Regions from separate parts of the Mus musculus genome. Here region 1 is linked to region 2. Evidence: chromatin contacts called from public promoter capture Hi-C data. All regions are on one chromosome and are shown on one strand. Each heading gives the region's core, a stretch centred on a gene start, on an enhancer-like site or on the middle of the called end of the contact. The rest is flanking DNA. Distances are from core to core; before and after follow the strand shown.

The links. Promoter capture Hi-C pulls out the DNA fragments that hold promoters and counts their contacts.
Region 1: a promoter capture Hi-C map of liver shows a contact between it and region 2, with 2.8 times the contacts expected there. The contact joins the promoter of Atp5mpl here to the promoter of Tecpr2 in region 2. A contact is called at or near these places in 2 of 39 promoter capture datasets (erythroid cells and liver) and 2 of 9 other capture datasets (liver and pancreatic islet).

Annotation. Positions count from the first base shown.
Region 1 is chr12:111,963,965-111,970,520 of GRCm38.p6, reverse strand. Atp5mpl (ATP synthase membrane subunit 6.8PL) reads left to right here and starts at 3,512. Exons shown (of 4, transcript NM_027360.3): 1 at 3,512-3,597.
Region 2 is chr12:110,887,615-110,894,481 of GRCm38.p6, reverse strand. It overlaps Tecpr2 (tectonin beta-propeller repeat containing 2), which reads right to left and starts at 5,218. Exons shown (of 20, transcript NM_001289510.1): 1 at 5,156-5,218. Cinp (cyclin-dependent kinase 2 interacting protein) reads left to right here and starts at 5,337. Exons shown (of 5, transcript NM_026048.4): 1 at 5,337-5,416. The coding sequence starts at 5,410.

The DNA of each region.
Region 1 (6,556 bases), core at 2,263-4,762, 1.1 Mb before region 2:
AAACACATCTTAACCCTGAGTTATCTCTCAAGACCCTCTTTACACTCTTAATAGTGACTGGAGACCCTAAAGAGCTTTTGTTTATGGCTTAATATCTGTCTACAGGGGGATGACAACCAAGAAGTTTTATGTATTCGTCCAAATAATTTTCAGTTGTCGGTTTGGCACAGCCCAGAGTTATCTGAAGAAGTCTTGATCAGCGACTGTCTGAGGGACTACACAGATCAGATTGGCTTGTGGCCATGTCCGTCAGAGAAAGTCTTGATAAGTGATGTGTGAGTCCACTGTGGGAGGCACTATTCCTAGGCAGGTAGAGCTGAGCATCCCTTTTCCATGGTTCCTGCTTCTGCTCCTGCCTGGAGTCCCTGGCTTGACTTCCCTCAGTGATAGATTCTGACTTTTAAGTGTTGAGTTTAACCCTTTCCCCTCCAAATTCCATTAATCAGAATATTTTTTTGCAGGGACAGAATTCAAAGTAAGACAGTATTGATAACTTAAACTAGCAATTAAAAACTCACTTGATGTCAGGCATTATTGTTTTATGAAAAATCACTGTATTTTCCAAGAGCCTCGTGTGTAAGAGAAACACTTAAAATTTTATATTTCATATAAATTTTTTCATAAATTACAATTTTATATTTTTACTTACAGGTATGTATGGGTGTATGGTACGTGTGAGTGCAGTGCCCATAGGGGCCAGGAGAGGACAATAGATCCCTCCTGGAGCTGGAGATAAGGGCAGCTGTGAACTGCCTAACATGGGTGCTGGGAACCATACTCTGGTACTCTGGTAGAACAACCGCTGCTCTTAACTGCTGAGTCATCTCTCCAGTCCCAGAGTGACACTTAGAAATCTTCACCAGTCCCTTAGTGTCTAACTGAATAGAAGACAACATCTTTTCTGTCTCTGTGTTAACACTATATGACATCACAAGTCCCACAGCCTCTGGAAAATTCCATTGTGCACATGAGAGAATTCTAGCAAGAAAAGGCAAATGTTACTATTGTGGTGAAAAGTTTTGGTCCTCAGAGGCCTTAGAAATCACTAAGCCTGCAGATGCTCTGTTAGTAATTATTCCTTTATTCTCAACTTGTTCAAAACTGTACTTCACCTTTACTAAATGCTAATTTTCCTATAAGGAGAATCCTGAGGAACAGTCATTTAACATCATCATTAGGTGTTAGGGTTTTGTTGTTTGGCAGTGCTGGGTCTGGAACCCAGGACCCTCACACACGCTAAGCAAGCGCCCTTCCACTGATCTGCAGCCCCAGCCCTCAGCTCTAGTTTTGTCACGTGACTTCCAGACTTTCATTTCTCTGTCTGCTTGATTCCACTAAGATGTTTTGGAGCCTTTTTGTTTTTGTTTTTGTTTTTTTTTAATATTCCTTTTACAAAATTCTCAGTCAGCTATTAGCTCTTCAAATATTTCTACCCTATTCCTCATTGATTTCTTAGACCCAGTTAGCTGTATGATGGAGGGTAAAGCTCAGTTGTAGAGTTTATATCTTGTTCTAGGTACCCACCTATGGTTTCAGCACCATGAGAGGAAAAAGCTGGATAAAGTGGCCCACTCTTGTAATTCTAGCACTAGAGACTGAGGCAGGAGAATTGTCATGAGTTTGAAGCCATACTTAGACACAGGCAAAACACGTATGCATAAAATAATAGTGATTTTAAACTAAAGCAATAAAGTGGTGTTATCAAGACAGTTCAGTGGGTAAAGATGCCTGACAGCTTCGCTCCCCGGACCTCCACATGGGCCCCATGGCACTGGGGATTGTTCCCCACTCTCATCCACGTAATAATATTTGTTAAGGGAAAAAAAAGTAAAGAGAAAAGGAGGGAGGAGGAAAGCGCTAGCTGCTCTGGGCCGAGGGGACTGGGCTCCTTCTGTGTGTGCGACACCTTTGTCTTCCCTTGCTTGTCTGGGTTCCTGACTAGCTCTTCTGTGTTCTGCTTGGGTAATGGCTATACATGCCTAATTTGTTTTAACCCAATAGGTGGCTTTCTTTTGTTCAGTTTCTGTTCAGATGTCAGTCATTTCTTAAACAGAAGTCTGAGGCTGAAGAGATGCCTTAGTGACTCAGGGCATTTGTTGCTCTTCCAAAGGACCCAGGTTCAAATCCCAGCACCAGTGTGATAGAACACAAACATCCATAATGCTGGTTACAGGGTATCCAATGCCTTCTAACTTCTGAGAGCGAACAGGCACATACTTGGTACACAGACATAGATGTGAGCAAAACACTCATACACATAAAAAAAAAAACTTAAAAAAAAACTAAAAAAAAAAGCAATAACAATTTTTGTTCATTTGTTTTGGTTTTGTTTTCTAAAAACCAAACCAGGGTTTCAGGATGCTCTTAAAACCCTAATCATCTTCCTCTACTGTCCAAGTGCTAGGATTATATCACGACACACCCAGCTAGCATGCTTATTTAAAACATAAAACCTTAGGTCCAGTCCCTAGCGTTCCTGCAGAAGTCTCTGCAACGCTTTACAACAATTTTAATGATAATTACTATGCACAGCATGGCTGCTTAATCAAATATTAGAGCAAAAATTTTTGTAGCAATACAGGGGGAAATGGCAAGAAATGCCAAAAGCCTGGCATAGTGGTGCAGGCCTTTAATCCAAGAAGACAGGAGGCAGAGGCAGGCAAATCCCTGAGTGTGAGGCCAGCCTGGGCTACATAACAAGTTACAGAAAGACCTATCTCAAAAAAAAAAAAAATTCAAGTAAAGAGGGTTTCCCCTTGTCACTGTTGCTTTATTTCCTTTGCTCTTATTGTTTGTTGGAGGGGAGAGGGGAGGAGGAGGGAGTGTGAGAGTCTCACTAAGTAGCCCAGGCTATCAAACTCAATAGACCCACAGCCCCACGCTCCACCCTCCACCCTGTGCCTCTGCCCCTTAAACGCTGGGATGAAAGACCCGAGCCACTATGTCTGGCCTTTGGTCTGATTGGTTGTTTTTGTTTTTGTTTTTTCTTTTTTTTTAGACAGGTTCTCACTGTGTAGCTCTGGCTGTCCTGGAACTCACTAAAAAAAATAGACTAGGCTTGAACTCTCAGCGATCTTCCTGCCTCTGCCTCCTGAGTGCTGGGACTAAAGGTATGCACCAACACACGCGAATTTTGGTTTAGGTTTTCAGGCTGGCCTGAAAGTCACATTTATCCTGCTGCTTCTGCCTCCTGAGGGCTAGGATTAAAGCCATAAACCATGTAAAAGGGGCTTTATTTACTTATTTACTTAAGGACAATTTGTCCGGATTATCTACTGTCCTGGTTTCAGCACTGAAAGTCCTCTGTTCCTGGAAACCCACAAACCCTGGGAAATCTGGTCAGTTTTATGACACCTAGAAACACAGTAGGCTTCTCCCAGCTCCTCCTGGTTTGGACTAATCCCTTCCGAAGCTTGTAACACCCGGGCGACCACTGGGGGCGCTGTGGTGCGCAGGCGCGGAAGGCCGGGCAGCCGGCGTCTGGTGTCTCCGCTCCTTCCGCTTTCCCAGCAGGCCCTGCGCGGCGCCTGCGTGCTCTGTGACCTTTCCCATTCTGTAGCAGAATTTGGTGTTGCCTGTGGTCTTGGTCCCGCGGAGGTAAGAGCGGAACCTGGGCTTTTTGCTGTGTTCCCAACCCGGGGGACTAAGGAGGGTCCGGGACCGGGTGCGGTGGGGCCCAGGTAGATCGCGGGCGAAGGACTCTGCGATACACGCTGACCTTGGGTCAGCCCCTGCGCCGCCTACTACAGGGAGGGTCCACCGGGTTCCCCGCGACTGTGACGGAGAGAGTGCCCGGCTGAGTCATCCAGACTGCGGGGGTGTCCGGGGTCAGTCCTCCAGATCCCCAAGAGTCCCCCAAGAGTGTCCGGGACTCCATCACGCCGAGGGCAGGGATGTGCACGGCGTTCAGTCCTCCACACTGCGAAGGTGTTTCTGGAGTTAGTCTTCCTGATTGTATGAGGGGAGGGGTGGTTGTCAGTCCCTTGGACAGATAAGACTTTGCTCAGACATCAATTTCTATGCGAAAGAGGGATTACTCCTCAAGACTTGGAGGGCCAGGGGCCCTAGTATCATCCTCACAGAAGTTGTCCAGGAGCTAGATTCTAGTGGAGGTCCACTCAGCATGGACTGTGTCCTTGTGCTGACACTTGGATGAACCTGTGTAACTATAGGCTCTGGCAAAGGGGCATGCCACCATCAACTGTGAGCATCTTGTTACCTACTCAAGTTACTCAGGGAGGGATGCAGCTAAAAATCCGTGCCAAGAAACATCACTTCAAAGCCAGTGCCTTCTTTCCATTATTCCACAGGTTTCTTCCAAGTTAGGTTTTGGCAAGGCCGATGTTTGAAAATGTATGAAACCACATTATAAACCTCAGACATGTTCCCCTCTTTACAGTGTGCTGCCAGGTAATAGCTTGCTGTTACTGTCACTTTCACAAACTCTGCAGGCATAGGCAGTCTCAGTAGACAGCCATTTGACCTTCGAGTAGGATGATCTTTTATTGAATCTGGTATTGTAAAACTAACAACTGGGAAATATGGTTAGCCAGAGAAACTTAGGTGGGAAGAGTAGAGGCCACACTGAGTACAGGGAACATGTCACTTGTGTAGTCAAATACAACCAAACTGACCAAAATGGAAGTCCAGGAGCAAGAGACAAAGGGGTGGGGGTGGGGTGTAAATGTACTGGATAGCAGGCCTTCACTGTGTCGGGACTCATGGCAGTTTAGAATAAGGACACAGTGCCAGGATGCCTCGATGCTGAGGAGAACACCAAGACCACTGAAGTCCCTCCACATCCTCTGTTTACCTTTTCCTTCCAGACCCTCCTGTGACACCACATTCTTTTTCAGGGTGTGGGAGGTCAAGACAAGTTTTCTCTGTGCCCTGACCATCCTGGAACTCCGTTTGTAGATAAACCAGGCTGGCCTTGAATTGAGAAAGATCCCCCTGCCTCTACCTTCCAAATGCTAGGATTAAAGTCAATCGCTGATATCATACCAGTCTTGATACAGCTCAACACTTCTGCACAGCCTATGAGATGAAACCTCTTTAAGTACTTTCTTAGAATCCCAGTGGCCTGGGACTTGCTGCTTTCTATTGGGTTTTTGTAGCAATTCCTTGCTATTGATTTGATCATTTCCTGAGTGCTCACTGTGCACCACGTGCCATTCTGGATCCATTCATTGTTGTTTGGGGACGGGGTGGGGGATATCTTTGTTTTTGTCTTTTGAGACAGGTTCTTGCTGTGTAGCCCTGGCTATCTATGTAGCCCTGGCTATCATGTAGACCAGGCTGGCTTTGAACTTACAGAGTGCTGGTTGGCTGGGATTAAAGGCTTGTGCTGCCACCTCCCAGCTAGGGTCCTTTATTTTTTAAGAGTCTGTCGAGCAAGTAGGAGGTCCATGATTGATGAAGAGATCTGACAAAGGAGGTTTAGAGAATTCCTAAAGTCAAGAACAGAGCTGGATCCCAAGGGTTCTAACCCATTGGTCCCCTACAGTACTCTCTCAGTCCTTGCCTGTGCCACAAAGATTCCACTCCACCTACTCAGTGACTTGGGTTCCTTCACGCTTTCCAGAGGCTGCCTTCTAATGCTCTGAAGCAGAACAATCCAACTAGAACATTCAGGTGCACATAATAGGGAGGAATTAAGGACAGATGACCATCTATGGTAAGATGATAGCACCACTCTACAGGCTAACTCTCACTGGACGAGCTAACCTTCAGACCTTTCTTCCACTTAGGTTCATTCCCATAGGAAAGAGCAGGAAGCACGGCCATAGAGGCAGATTGGTTCCTGAAGTAATCAGCAATGTGGGCCAGATTTGGTGTGATCTAGTCTTGTTTGGATCATTGATGCTTTGGGACGCAGTATAGAAATATGCCAAACAGTATGAATATGCACCCTATATTCTCTGATGCCCAGGAGGTCAAAAGACTCGCTGGAACTGGAGTTATATTACAAATGGTGGCAAACCACCTTGTGGATTCTGGGACATGGACTTGTTGAGCCATCTCCACCCCCAGAAGACATATCCCTAAATTCAAGATTAAATGGTGTGCACGCCTTCCCTGTTTCCCTAGTTCAACAGTAGCATTCTGTATAACAAGCACTCCCGACACGATACCAGGGCTGTGTGCACTAATGCAAGAATCCTAGACCCGTGTGAAGTGCAGCTCTCTTACTATCCCTGTTACACAGTCAGGTCATGTAAACTAGTGGGTGAAACCAGGGCAGCTGCCTTCTCCCCCGCCTTCAAGTTCACTATCCGTGCTTCCACTGAAGACGCTTCTCTGGGTAGCCTGGCTCTCCCTCCCCTCTTCCTTCGTGCCTCTACCACATGTGCCCTTCATTTTTTTTGCTGAGTGAATATGGTCCAGGTTTCAATAATTCACAGACAGCCATTTGACTAAATTGAGCTGGTGCTGTAAGAATAACATACTGTTGTACATCAATGAACACTTTCCCTGGTTGTTCACAGCAGTATGTCAGTTTTATAGTGTTGCAGAGTAGGATTCAATGTGCAGTAGCAGTGTAGAGCAGAACCAT
Region 2 (6,867 bases), core at 3,969-6,468:
TATGGTCACCCTGCACTAAGTCAAGATACTCTGTGAACTAAATCAAGATACTCTACCCTCACCAGCACCTTGAGCTTAACAAAGTTCACTCACTTATTTAAGCCTTACTCTGCCCTAGCACACAGGTGGTCTCTTCCTCAACTTTCAGAAGAAAGCACTGAAGTGAGACCCAGTGTGGACCACAGAGTTGAGCCTTAACCATAGCTCCGACATAACCAATAGGTATACACTGACAATCTTTCTGATTCAAACTGGAGGTAGAGTTTACACCTTCAGATTTTTTCCTCGTTAGTTACTACTACTGTAAGGAAACACTATGACCAAAGGCCAACTGGAGAGGAGAAGGCCTGTTTTACACTTCCACACTGCTGTTTATCACCTGAGGACGTCAGGACAGGAACTCAAGCAGACCAGGAACCTGGAGGCAGGAGCTGATGCAGAAGCAAAAGTAGAATAATGCTTATCGGTTTCCTCTTCATGGCTTGCTCAGCCTGTTTTCTTACAGAACCCAGGACCACCAGCCCAGGGATGGCAGCACCCACAATAGGCAAGGCCCTCTCCCATCAATCACTAATTAAGAAAGATTAGTGCTTTACAGGACCATGTACAGCCCGATCTTGTGGAAGCATTTTCTCAATTGAGACTCTCTCCTCTCCGGTAACTATAGCTGTGTCAAGTTAATGTAAAAATTAGCCAGCACAGGTCCCATGAGGCCTTCTGAGCCCTGCTTAGTAAATTCTTGGGATGCTCAATTCACTATCCCTTTGAACAGTGAGTTCTCTATGACTCTACATTTGAGTGACTGAGTCCTTAGTCCTCTTCTGATTAGGTTCATCAAACCCATTCTCACCTGAGCACCTTCAATGACCTAAGTACCATTCAGCTTTTGCTACAAAGAAGGCCCTCAACAAATAGGTTTCTGCTAAAAGGCCCATCCTACACGAGATCTCGCCTAACCACCCGCCCCAGCACAGCACTCCTAACTCCTCTCATGTAGCCTGCTTTGCTTTGTCTACATGCTTTCTAGATTTTCTGAACATGGAAGCATGTGCATGCATGTGCACATACACAGACACACAGACCCATGAGAGCAGAGGCCACAATGCCTCACTTACTCCCCTAGAGCATCTAGAGAAGGGCTGGGATGTCAGAGGCACTGGGCAGGTATGCACTGAGCAGATGAATGAATGATGAGCAAGGATAACAGCGAAGGAAAGAGTGAGTGACAGGAATGGAGCAATATCAAGGAGCTTTTGCTCGAGGTTGGGAAAACACAGATATGATTATCCAGTTTCCACACATGGTACCAGCCTATCCAGTAGAGGTCCACTGTAGAGAAACATCCTGAAAGGGACTAATAATGGCAATAATGATTGTAACTCTACCCTTGATTGTTAGGGCTCTAACTGGATCATATTCTTTTAACAGAAGCCAAAGCTTGAAAGGTTCAGAAACCTGTCCAAGCCACAGAACTAATACAACAGAAATCTACACTATGAGAGCTGCACTGTCTAAACACTAGCCATCATAAATTTATAGCCTTACAAGGACCACACAGCTTTGACTAGGAGATGTCTGTTCTCAGGATCAGGCAACACTAGCACCCTAGTGCACAAACCCACAGGATCCAATCAAATGCAAACAGCATGGCTGGCAGACAAAGCCAGTTAGCCACTGGCTATTACCTTTCAAAGCAGGTAGAGCACTGTATGAGCACAGGGCTCTGATAATAAGGAGCAGGAGTAATAAGATTGCAGCAGGGTATGACAGCCCAGCCCTTCTGAGGCTCCCCAGTTAGAGGCCAGTGAGGACTACAAAGTGAGCTTCAGACCAGCCTGGGCTACATGGTGGGCACTGGCTCAAAAACACAAACAACAGCAACAACAACGCCAAGAATGCATTATATGGATCACAAAAATTCTCTTTTAATGTTGGTTTTACCATTATAAACAGCATAGAAATATATCCAAAAATATTCTTGGAAAGCTTTTATTTTTAATATTTTATCATCACCACCACCACCACCACCACCACCACCACCACCACCACCACAGGTATGGGTGTTTTGCCTGCTTATGTGTCTGTGTACAATGTGTATACCTGGTACCTGCAGAGGCCAGAAGAAGGTATTGGATCCCCTGGAACTGAAATAACAGACAGTTATGAGCCACCATCTACTAGGACTCAAACTCAGGTCCTCTGCAAGAGCAACAAGTACTTTTAACTGCTGAGCCATCTCTCCAGCCCCTAGTTTTAATTTTTAATTATATTGCAAGTGCCATTGAAGCTCAGAAGAGGGCATCAGTGCCTCTGGACTCAGAGTTAGAAGTGGCTATGAACCACTTGAGATGGATGCTGGGAACCTAACTCAAGTCTTCTGAAAGAGCAACAAGTGCTCTTAACCACTGAGCTGTTTCTCCAGACCCTTGGAAACATTTAAAAGTAGAAAAAGGCTAGTCCAGTGGAAGTGAATTAGCAATACTAACAAGGGTTTCAAGAAGTGAAAAATTTTAAATGCATTGTCAAACTGTTTTCCATAGCTGTCATAATGACTTTTGCTTTAAACATGTTTTCTTGAAAGACACGGAGAGGTCAGTAAGTCACAGCATTAGGTGCAGTTCTGGGTTACTAAGAACTCAAGTCATGAGGTTTGCAAGGCAAGTGCCCTTACCTGATAAGGCACCATGCTGGTCCCCTAAATGAGCTTGTAACCCTAGGACACGGAAGTAAAGAGAGGATGAACACTATAAACTCAAGGCCAGCTTGGCTTACACTGACAGTTTACACACCAATCAAAGTCTACACAGCAAGATTCTGCCAACCCCCACGTCTAACAGACAAACTACAACAAAGAATAGAAACATCCAATAGGCTACAGTACAATCAACACTCAACACATACTTGTTGGGTTAATCTCTCTCAAACCCCCTGTGCTGAGCCACATATGGTGGTGCACACCTACAATTCAAGCACTCAGGAGGCTGAGGCAGGAGCATCTCTCCAAGCTGTAGACAGTCTGGTCTTTATAGTGAGATCCTGTCCCCCAAAAGAAAACAAACAAAATTCTATGCCACATTGCCCCAAGACCACAGCAAAGATTCACTGGAAATCTCGTGACCAGATCCGAAGGCTACATTCATGGGAAACATACATTCTGAAGCTGCTTCTGTCTCAATAATCCAGAGAAAACACCACCAAACCAGATGGGCTGGCACACGCTTTTAGTTCCAGCCAGAGGCAGGCAGGATCTTTGAATTCAAAGTTGGCCTGAGTTCCAGGACAGCCACACCTATACAGAGAAACCCTGTCTTGGAAAACAACAACAACCCTAAATAAAACAAACCACCACCTAATTTCTTCTTCTGATTCTACCACACTCCCTGTCCCTAACGTCCATTCTTATTAATATAACCATCTCCTAATTTGTTCTTCACCTTTCTAAATTCAAGATCATTGTTGTCGTCTGCTTTCTTCCTCCTCTCCACTAAGTGCCAGCAGCTATTTTGTTTAAATTAGAGGCTACTATGAATGGACTCCGAGCTCTTCAACCCCAAAAGATAACTTCCCTAAGAAAAACTGAAAACCAACCCAATAAGAACCAGTCTTCCATTGAAAAAGACAATGTGGCTACATCAAAACAACTGCTTAGGGCTCTCGGAGAGGTAGCTCAGCCTGTAACACAGGGTATCCCTTCCAGAGGACCAGAGTTCAATTCCCAGCACCCACATGGCAGCTAACTTCCAGGGCATCTGATACCCTCTTCTGACCTCAGTAGGCACTTCACACACGTGGGTACACAAAAACACATGGAGGCAAGACATCCATTCACATAAAACACGATTTTTAAAAGTTACGGGGTGGGGGGGGGGAGTGAACCCCTGAAGGACTTTATTTCATTTTACCCATCCATGATTCCCAAACCAGACGGGATTCTCAGGTTTGAAATCTCAAGAGCTAGACTCCAACCTTCCTGAGGGAGTGACTAGGTGTGAAGTGTAAGCATACACCCCTAGGGCCTGGCCCAGCAACTGGCATGAGGGAAGTCTAGTAAACACTCAATGAATGAACAAACACGGGCTGTAAGTCAGGTTGCAAAAACAAACAAAATGATCACAGGTATATCAGCATTACAGCTGGGTGCGAGTAGGTACAAAAAGTGTAACAGCTTCGAAGACAAGGACTCTCTGGCGATAAGAGACTAGAGCAACTTCATACCTAGGACCTGATTTCCCACAACTCCCTGCTCCAAAAGTTTTCAAAACCTTGGCTGCAAATGATCATTCCAGTCAACGACAAAACGATACACCTCACATGCTGCCAACAAATGGAACAGAAAAATACCTGAATATCGGTGAGAAAGAAAGGAAGCACAAAGGGTAGGAAAGAAAAGTAAAGACGGAGATGGAAAGAAATGGGAAACCAGAGACTTAAGGGACTAGAGGAAAAAGCAGCGAAGCCCACAGAGCCGTGTGGGTGACAGCAGAGACTAACCTTGATCATATTCAGTCAGACCCTGGACGGTCGGCTGTGCATGCATGCACTGACCCATTTAATCCTCCACTATCCCAAGATAAAAACTTATCATTTTACGGATGACGAAACTGAAGCTAGGAAGTTGACACTTGCTCCAGTAAACGGGTAGGAAGGGGAAGCGCAATGACCTGACCCCGAGTCTGACCCAGGGTCACCCCATTCACTGTCCATTCCGCCTCGGGGGCCACACCGGGAGGCATTCGGTATCCATTTAACCAACCCTTACTCAACTCCTACTGGGCGGCCAAGCCAGCGGCAATGTAAGGGATCCAGCTGAGGATCGGGGGGACAGAACAGAACGCAATGTCAATCTCCAGGCTGAGGAGCCTGGAGCCGGCCGCGAGAGGGATGCAGGGTGGGGCAGGAGGGGAGGAGCGAGGGGAGCCGGGACGCCAGGGCGGCCCGGGGCGGTGTGCGAACGCTGCGACGCCCGGTGCTCTGCACAGACTCCGGCTGACAGATGCGCCGCGTGCGGCGGCTGCCAGGGGGACGGCGACGCGGCTGTGGAGACGCTGAGGGGCTGAGACAGGGGAAGGCGGCTCTGCCAGGGGGAGGAAAGGCGAGGGGCGGCGTCGGGGACGTCGGAGGCGTCCGGCACCCGCCCGCGCGCTCCCGAACTCACCTCCCGCGGCAGCCCCTCAGGACACCTCAGCCCCGCCAACCCGGAGGAGGCGGGATGGACTCCGGGCCGCAGGGGCTGCTGGGAGCCTGTTGCCTAGGCAACGGGTTAGGCCTCAGAGAGTAGCAGTGACTCCGCGGAGGGCTAGAGCGGCAGAGCCACAAGTGTGGGCGGGCCCAAGGACGGAAGTGACGTCACTTCCTCAGTTCGCAGGCGGGTTTTTGGGTCTTCTCAGGAATCTACCTGTGGGCCGCCGCATGGAAGGTGCGTGACAGTGCTGTGTTTCCCTAGTTGTGGGGGCTGCAGGTCGTGGACGTGGTCATGAGGGGTGGGAGGGTGGGTGGGGGAGGTCATGAGTCCGCGCGCGACGTGACATGCAGGGCGCGCCTGGACCTCGTGGGCTGCCGGGAGCCTTGTTCATTACGGTGTGAGTGTCGTCTGAGTGCGGTGATGTGCGTGAAGTGTCAGTGGTGTGACGCTCAGAGCATCCCTGAGCACATTGGAGCCAAGCCTGACGTGCCAGCCCCTCGGAGAACCCTTCCCTAAACTCCGGCATTCAGTAAGACGGGCCGTGGAGCTTGCAGTGTGTAATAAAGGCTGTCTCTGTCGGTTCGTGTCGCATGGGTCAGTGCGTTAGCGTATGGCTTGCTGAGTCCCGTTTTGCTTTGGTAGCTTACAAGAGGTAAGCAGCTAAACTGCTGTGCCTCTCTCTCTACCAGCTGCCCTGCGACTCACATTACTGACATCTCCCCATTTGTCTCTGAGTGTCTAGAAGTCAGAGCTGTGCTTTTGGTTCCTAAGTGGGTCCGGCAAACTTAGTCAGCCGTGATCCTCACCCTTAGGGACCCCTACCGAAGAAGGACGAATGTAATGCAGGAGGTGAGAGCAGTTCCTCCATGGAGCCCGTTTGATTCTCAATCAGCTGTGTGTGCAAGTTATGGGAGGGAACAAGACATAACTCCTACTGTGGTTGAACTCAGTCCTGCGGAGAAAATAGAATTAAGAAATAGAAGAAATTGACTCACTAGGGGATGTGATGACAGCCAACGAATAGGAGATAATATGTCTACTGCAGTGACTCGTAATGCAACCAGGGGTGGAAGTGGGGGCGGCGGCGGCGGGGGTTGGGGGGGGAGAGTCCAGGAAGACTTCTTGATGGAAATAACTGTTCAACTTGCTTCCTGTTGCCATGGTAAAATACCGTCACCAAAAAGCATCTTGGGAAGGAAAGGGTTTATTTGTCTTACCCTTCCAGGTCCCAATCCATCTATGAAGGAACTCGGTAGGAACCCAAGCAGAACCAGAGGCAGGAGCCATGAAGAATAGCTGCTTACTGGCTTGCTTTTTCCTAGGATTTTCTTCTCCGTGTATAATACCTACATTTATGTAAACGTACCATGTGTCAGCTGTATCCACAGGGGCCAGAAGAGGACATGGTATCTTCTGGAATAGGAATCTCAGCTGATTGTAAGCCTCTTTTGGGTGCTAGGTCCGCAGAGCCATCTCCAGCCCCTCAGATCGTTTCTTACACAGCCCAGGACCAATTGCCCAAGGGCTGCGGCACCACAGAGAGTTAGGCCCTTGTACATCATTCACCATGCAGACATCCTCACGAACAGTTGTTACACTGTGGTTCTCTCTTCCCAGGTTGACCAAGTTAACCACAAAAGTAACCAGGACAATGACTTCCCTTTTTGCATTTAACTATTGCAAAT